Regions from separate parts of the Zea mays genome. Here region 1 is linked to region 2. The links are chromatin contacts, called in public Hi-C maps. All regions are on one chromosome and are shown on one strand. Each heading gives the region's core, a stretch centred on a gene start, on an enhancer-like site or on the middle of the called end of the contact. The rest is flanking DNA. Distances are from core to core; before and after follow the strand shown. Region 1 overlaps LOC103632291 (phosphomannomutase/phosphoglucomutase). Region 2 holds the start of LOC541888 (plasma membrane intrinsic protein 2).

The links. Hi-C and Micro-C count contacts between places; a contact is called where the count stands out from the background.
Region 1: a contact with region 2 is called in a Hi-C map of endosperm, with 2.1 times the contacts expected there. The contact joins the enhancer-like site here to the promoter of LOC541888 in region 2. A contact is called at or near these places in 6 of 25 Hi-C or Micro-C datasets (bundle sheath, ear, endosperm and 3 more).

The regions. Positions count from the first base shown.
Region 1 is chr7:42,941,549-42,945,597 of Zm-B73-REFERENCE-NAM-5.0, forward strand. All of the region lies in intron 14 of LOC103632291 (phosphomannomutase/phosphoglucomutase), which reads right to left. Among protein-coding and RNA genes, the nearest start is that of LOC103632291, 59 kb to the right of the region's middle. Within about 2 kb of position 1,798, at least 1 of the 20 cell types and tissues checked has an H3K27ac peak or open chromatin away from gene starts, as enhancers often do. A contact at or near this core is called in endosperm, where this site is marked.
Region 2 is chr7:42,615,318-42,619,123 of Zm-B73-REFERENCE-NAM-5.0, forward strand. It overlaps LOC541888 (plasma membrane intrinsic protein 2), which reads right to left and starts at 2,161. Exons shown (of 3, transcript NM_001111554.2): 1 at 1,472-2,161. The coding sequence starts at 2,089.

The sequences.
Region 1 (4,049 bases), core at 548-3,047, 330 kb after region 2:
TCTAGATGATGTTGGGACAACAAAAATGTCGCTGAGGTAGAAAGGACCAGGAAGAACTGTCACCTACTAAGGTGACAGGTAGAGTCAACCCATTACCGACAATGATGAATGGAATGTGGGGCTAAGAGAATGAGGTAAAGAGACAACTCTAGGGTCAGGAATGGTATGGAACGAGACGCCAGAGTTGGCAACCTAGTCGGTGGGAGGAGGCGGTGGCGATGATATGAAGGATGAGAGAGCCAGCGGTGACACACCCACAGAGCCACCGGAAGGGGTGCTGGGGTCGGCAGTGATGAGCATGCTGACGGCAAGCGTGAATGGGGAAGAGGACAAGGCCTCGGTCGTCATGAAGACAATTGTGGTGCTGGGAAACACAAACAACCCAGTAGTGTGGCGGCCCGTCTGAGGGTGGAGCTCGATGCAGTAACGGAGAATACGATTCATGACACGATCAAAGGTCACGAAGGTGCCCCGGAGAAGATGGTCAGTGTAAAGGAAGACGCGCACATAGTAGGGATGCTCGAGAACCACGGTGGAGGTAAGGTTCGTCGCTGTTAGACTACCCGTCTAGGGTTTGTGTTATTCCCATTGTAATGACCGTTATACCCCCTGTGTAATGGGCCTGGCCCAGTTACTCACTCTATTAATATCACTCCCAACCCCTGTTTAGGGTATGGGTTCCTATTCCAACATGGTATCAAAGAGCTAGGTTTAGGTTTAGGTTTTTTTTTCAGCCGTCGGTCCCAAACGACCGGCCTCCTCCCCGCCGCCGGCTCCAGCCACCGTCTCCTTTCCCTCCCACCTCCGGCCGCCAGCCTCCCTCCCCGGCGCGCCGCCCTCCCGTTTCCCGTCGCGCCCAGAGCCCTCCCGTACCCGCGCATCCGTCGCACTCCCGCGACGCCGTGCGCTTGGCCGCGCCTGCGCCAGGCCGCCCGCCGCCTGCGCTCGCGCGCCCGCCTGCTCCAGGCCGCCCGCTGCCTCCGGAGCCGCGCTCCCGTAGCCGCCGCTCGTCGCCGACTGCCGCCGAGGACCCGACGCCCGCGCGCCGAGCTCTGCACCCCGCCCGGTCCGTACACCCGCCCCTGCTCATCCGGCCGCACGCCCCGGCGCCCTGCCGAGCCGCCCGTTCAGGGCCGCGCAGCCCCGCGCCCAGAGTCGCGCCCGCCTCGCCTCCCCGACGCCCAGCGGCCCGCGACCGAGCAGCGCCACCGCTCCTGCCCAGGCGCCCGCGACCGGCCCAGGCCGTCGCGCCGCCTGCCGATCCGGCGCCCCGACGCCGCCCCTCGCCTCTCCGATCGAACCAGGCCGCAGCCGCCAGGCCGACCGCGCCCGGCCCTGCAGCACCCGACACCTGTACGTCTCCGGCCATCGACGCCCCCTGGAAGCCAGCAGAGCCGCGTCCCACCCCGTCCAGCGGAGCCCCTGCTGCGGCGCCCTCCCGTCGTCGCCCCGATGGACACGTCCACCGCCGCCACCACTGCGGCTATGTTGGCTGCCATGGACACCACCGCTGCCACCACCAAGCGGCGCCGGGCGCGAGATGGGGAGGGGGCTACGCAATCGCGGGCAGTGTGCGACAACTGTGATCAGTTGTGGCGCACTGAAGGCGCAGGAGCAGGGGATGCACCCAAGGGGAGGAGAGCTAACCGTCGGCAAGGGGGTGAAGACACGACCGGCCGGCGTGAGGCCGGAGGGGGGCAGAGCAGGGGCGATGGGGCTGCCCACAGCCGGTAGAGGTGCGTCAGGGCCACTGTGGGCGGAGGCGAGAGCGCCATGGTTGCAGGGAGTCGAAGGGGACGCGTCAGGGCCGCAAGGGACCAGCGGCGAAAGGAGAGGCCAGCTAGCACTTGGGGCCGGGACAGCCGCGCCATGGCTTTAGGGAGCGTCGGGAGCTCCGCCATGGCGGAGGTGAAGCTAGACGGCATCGGCGTGGCCTCGGGCGTCACGAGATGCGTGTGTATGGCGGGGCTGGGAAGCGCGGGGAGGAAAGCGATAAAGATCCCACCGTCGGAGGAGGTAGCAAGGGTTGTGCGTTGGTGCTGCTGGGCGACGGCGCAAGCAGGACCTTGCCGACGCCTATGGGTGGTAATGGATCGTGATCCAAATGGTTCTTCACAAAATGTCAAGGCCCTAAATAAATTATAGTTCAAAAATGACTAGAAATAGAGCCCGATCCTAACCCGATTCGATCCTTAAATCTTATAGTGCAAAATGTATAGCCCATTATCATCCCTACCGACGCTAGAGGAAGATGGGGAGACATCCAAGAGTACGAGAGGCGTCGAGCCAGAGAGGGCGCGCGTAGCTCACTGTGTACAGGGGGGCACCGACGGGAGCCGTGGAGAGGACGGCAGGGGGCAAAGCGGTCGCGCCGGCCTGGTGGAGGACGGTCGCGCCGGCCAGATGGAGGTAGGGCTGACAATGGGCCTCAAATTTTACACTATAAAACTTAAGGATCAAATCGGATTAGGATCGGGCTTTGTTTTTATTCATTTTTGAACTAGAAATAATTTAGGGCCTTACCAAATTGTGAAGAGGTATTTGGATCGCGATCCATTACCACCCCTAGATGGAGGGCAGTCGCGTCAGTCGAATGGAGGGCGGCCTCGCCGGCCTACAGGAGCGCTGGGCGTCGCAGCGATGGCTAGGAGGATGGACACGCTGACCAAAAGCAGGGCAGCCGCGCCGACCAGAGGATAGCGGTTGCATCAGCCTGTACAAAGGATCTCAAGCAGGCGCGACTGCGAACTTGCGGCGAGGGCACGGATCCACGCGCGCGGAGACGAACTATCAGGGAGGGTCGCCGGAGGAGGGGAAGGGGGAGGAGGTCAGCTGGCTACTGTAGCACGGGTACAGGCAGGGGCAGTGGCTAGGTGGGAGGAAAGGGGAGAAAAACAACTATACCTAGCTAGATACCAGAGATGCTGGGGATGTCCAGAGGTCATAGTGGATGAGGTCGAAGGGGCGAGTAGCGCGGGGCGTGGAATAGGAAAAAGGTAAGCAAGTGTGACGCCCAAGCGCATGACAAAGCGATGTGGCGTCGCCGCGAGGACAAGGAATGGCCGAGGTGGCCGAGAGTCGAGAAAGAACGTCGTGGCCAGAGTGGTCAAGACGACGGTGCCAAGTGGAGGCAAGGGCGTAGGGTGTGGCAACATGGGCAGAGGAAGGTGGGGCGGGGAGAGACGCCTGAAAGAGGAGGCAACGCAACATGTTGTTGGTGGTGCGAATCATGCGCTCGACTCAGCCATTCTAAGGGGAGGTGTAAGGGCACGACATCCAAAGCTGCACGACGTGGGAGAGAAAGAATGTGTGAGACGTGGAGTTATCAAACTCTCGTCCATTATCGCACCGAATGGCCTGGATGGTACGACCGAACTGAGTCAACATCCATGCAAAGAAATGAGAAAGGTGGGGGAAGATGTCAAACTTACAATGGAGGGGAAAGGTTCACAAGTAGTGAGAGAAGTCATCCAAAATGACGAGTGTCCCAAGATCGCAACTTGGCTCCGATACCATGTTAGGTCTAGTTTGGGTACTCTAGTATTGACCTCAATCCACTTGTATTGAGGTGGATTGGGGTGTAACTTAAACTAATTTACACCCCAATCCACCTCAACACATGTGGATTGGGACCAATACTAGAGTACCCAAACAAAGCCTTAGGGCACCTTTGGCAGCACAGGATCCCGGGAGGATCCTAGCCCAATCCCTGGCCACGGAAACCCCGGGCAAAATTGCCCCTGCGAATTTTTTTCTCGCTCTTTGGTGACCACGCTTCCCGGCCCTCACCGCGGGGGAGCTCGGCGATTTCGCTCCCCACCACAACAGGTCGGGAAGAGCTTCCCTGTCCGCTCTTGCGAAGCCTCCTCCTCCCTATCTCCCTCGCAAAGCTGCCGCCTCCCGGTCTCCCTCTCGAAGCCGTCGCCGCTCACTGCCTCGCACTCCCTTGCACTGGATCCGTCGTCGCTCGGTGATTTCGCTGAGCACGGGCACTCCCTGGCACCGCGCGCTCGGCGAAACACCGGAATTTTCTCGTGCATGGTAGACTC
Region 2 (3,806 bases), core at 911-3,410:
ATGCACGAATGCTGAATATATATTTTGTACTACTGCTGTGCTGTGCAGGAATTCTGTGTGTGTGTGTGTTTCATGTGTGGTTAGGTTGGATGTATAGTACGCACGGTCAATAAAAGTTTTTTTTTTCAAAAATAACGTGCGAAATCGTTTGAAAACGCAGGAGGCTCGTGCCCGTAGTAGAGTAGGAGCAAAGGACGAAGGTACGGTGCGAGGGCGCCAATAATTCATCATCATGGCCATGGAGGGACAGAGGTGACGAGAGGCCCACATGGCATGGGACACAAGGGAGGTAGGGCGTGCACGGTGCACGGACTAGCTAATCACGACAAGGACTGGATGGACCCGACCTACCGGTCGGACCATGTACCCCTACAGGGCCGGACCAGACCCCCCCCCCCAGCTCAGCTTTTTACACGCCGGGGGCCCGCCACTGACCCGTAGCACTACCCGGCCCGAAATTTGTTTACTGTTGCTGTGCCGTCAATGGCGGTCAGTGGATGGGAGCGGTAAAAAAAATGCAGTGCTTTCTTTCGCGTCTGCACAATGGAGATGATGGCATGCATGCACAGAAAGATAAGGCCGGAGCTCTTTAATTATATGTCCGGGCCGGGGGTGATGCCGATGGTTGGCCCCTAGCCTGACCATGACGTGGATGCACTCCCACTCGAATGTTCCACCGAGTGTGCGTTAATAACGGTCATTATCACGACTATGAAAGCCTTAATGACGCAGGGGTGCTAGTACTGGTGAGTGATGAGTGCCAGAAGATTTGGAGCTCACGCATCCTGACACAACACATGATTGATTGATTCGCCGGCCTTCCACACGTTTTAACTTTATGAAGATTTTAATCCTCATGGAAGCCACGAACAGAGTAATTTAGAGCAGTACATAAACATGCATGGTCCATGGAAGAACAAAATAGTCCGCAGGAGAATCTTTCAAAAACAAAACAAAAATAGTATAAAACGAAACACTTCAGTCTACGGCAAAGAAATTCATCTTGGATGGAGCAAATAATAGATGTGCTGCTGAGTGCTAACTGTTGTGGCCTTGCTGCTAGCTTGAAAATATGTGCTAGCTTCAAAATATGTGCTAGCCACAGCGCTGCGTAGCACAGCCGATCAAGAAAAAATGGATATTCTCCTGCCTTTTTGTATTTGTTGTGCTACTCCTTTCCCTCTCTCTGCCCGTGAACGGAAATTTTCTTTTTTCACGTGCGCCATGTACATTGCCGAGATTTGAGCATGTTAGCTAGCATAACTTGAGCTCTAATTAAGCTCGCCTGGGACTCAACTTACGACTGATGCCAACTGATTAAGACAAGCGAACTTTTAAGCTAGTTTTAAAAATAAAATACTACTACTCCCAACAAACAGCTACTTACTAGCAGGTAGCAGCAGACCGAGGGTCGAGACAAAAACAAAACAAAAAAAAAAGGAGAAGGCGGTGGCGTTGGTCGGGTGCTCACCGGGACGTGGGAGTCGCGGGCGTTGCGCTTGGGGTCGGTGGCGGAGAAGACGGTGTAGACGAGCACGAAGGTGCCGATGATCTCGGCGCCGAGGCCGGTGCCGCGGGAGTAGCCGGAGGCGAGCGAGTTGGCGCCGCCGCCGTACCTGTCGAAGTAGGCGCTCTGGAACGCCTTGACGAGGCCGACGCCGCAGATGGCGCCGAGGCACTGCGCCACGATGTAGAGCAGCGCGCGCACCAGGGAGACCTTGCGCGCCAGGAAGAGGCCGAAGGTGACGGCGGGGTTGATGTGGCCCCCCGAGATGCCGGCGGTGCAGTAGACGAGGACGAAGATCATGCCGCCGAAGGCCCAGGCGATGCCCAGCACGCCCACGCCGCCGCACGCCGCGTCGGCGCCCGACGCCGACGCGTCCGTCTGGTGCTTGTACCCGATCACGGTGGCCACCGTGATGTACAGGAACAGCAGCGTGGCGATGAACTCGGCGATCACGGCGCGGTACAGCGACCAGGACCCCAGCTCCGCCGCGTCGATCAGCGGCGCCGGGGGAGGGTCCGTGTAGTCCTTGGCAGCGAACTCGCCGCCGCCAGCGCCGCTCTCGATCACGTCGTCCTTGCCCATCGTCTTCTAGAGCCGCCGAGACTAGCTTGAAGCTTCGCTTCGCTTAGCAGAGAGACTATACTTGCAAAGGGGATGATGGAATGGATGAGTGCGCGAAGGAGAGGGTGCAGTGGTGCTATTTATGGAGGGAGTGAAGAGTAGGTAAGTGACAACAAAGCACAATAGTGCTGCAAGGCTGGGGCGGGCCATGCTCCCCCGCTTCATTATTGCTTGATGGAATGGAACAGAAAATTCAGCAGCTTCTGTACCGATTCCTGCCTTTTTTTATTAAATCAACTTTGTGTTGATAAGATTGAATGGCCTTTTCTTTTCTTTTCTTTTCTTTCTCTCTCTGTTTTTTCCCCTGGGTATTATTTCCTGACGCTGTCGCTCTCCCTTTTGGTTTTGTTTGCGTGCTCCAATCCAACGATGCTGGCTGGATAGGCTATCGAGGTTTGTGCTGTAAAGCCAAGGATCCCCCCACAGGCCCACAATCCATGGGCTGGGGTATTTGTTTTCCGAGGGGGAAAAATGGTACAAGTTTCCATGGATGGAATCCGGGGAAATGAAAATGCGACAAGATAAAACTTTTAAAAAATGTTACAAGATATGTACGTAAGTCAATGGTTACCCTGCGCTGTCAATTAAAAATCAAACGGCTAAAACACTAACCCCCCGGCTCCGCTCCCTAGTCTCTATCAATCAAGGAAACAAGAGCCCCCGAGAAAACAAGCTTCGAATAGAACTGGAGGCAGACGAGTGAAAGGGGTTGGGCGGCAATTTCCGACATTTTTAGTCCCCTTCTTTAGAGCTCCTTTGGAAAACGTAATTATTTTATAGAAGAGAACATATCTAGTTTACATGGAAGATTGATGCATATGGTACACATATTAAATCATCATCACTTATTTTAGATCTAACGTCTTTAGTTGTTTGGTATATTTTGCTAAGGACACCTTCCACCGTGGTGGTGTGTAGTGGTGAAATGTGTTATTTGTAAATTGAATTATCAATTAGAGACGTTAAATCTAAAATAAGTGGTGATGATTTAATATGTGCACCATATGCACCAGTCTTCCATGTGCACAAGATATATCCTGGTATAAGAATTTCGTTCAAAAACACAGGGAAAACACACAGTATTCAGAAATTTTTTCTTTGTTTCAAATGAGCCCTTAACATACGAGTTATAGGACCGATCTCAAGTCTATCTTCTTTTCTCCCTAATTCGCACTAGGACGCAAACTCTTACATAGTTATGTCACAAGAGCGCCATATAAAATGGAACAGAGCATGGAAGCCAACACTTTTTGCTTCCACAAATCCTGGTCGCCGCACATACTCAGACCCCCAGGTCTCGATAACCTTAGCGCCCCTAGTGATCAGATTCATCTCTAATCATGTTAAGGCTTGTTCGGTTAACTCTCAATTCATATAGATTGAGTGGGATTAGGTGAGTTTAAATCTCAAGTAAGTCAAATTTCTTCTTAATTTTTTCAATCACATTCAATCCATAAATAACAGAATTAACCGAACAAGACACCCACTGCACTGGCCACCGACGTCCTTCCACAAATCCTAACTCCGCGGGAAGGAGGAGGAGAATGAGGACACCTAAACACCGACGTTCCTACAGCGGAACTCCACGACAACAAATAGCGTCATCCTAGACATTGGCCATCAAGGTGTGAACCCCTTGTTCTTGCAAATCAAATAGATGTACATGAACACTTCAATA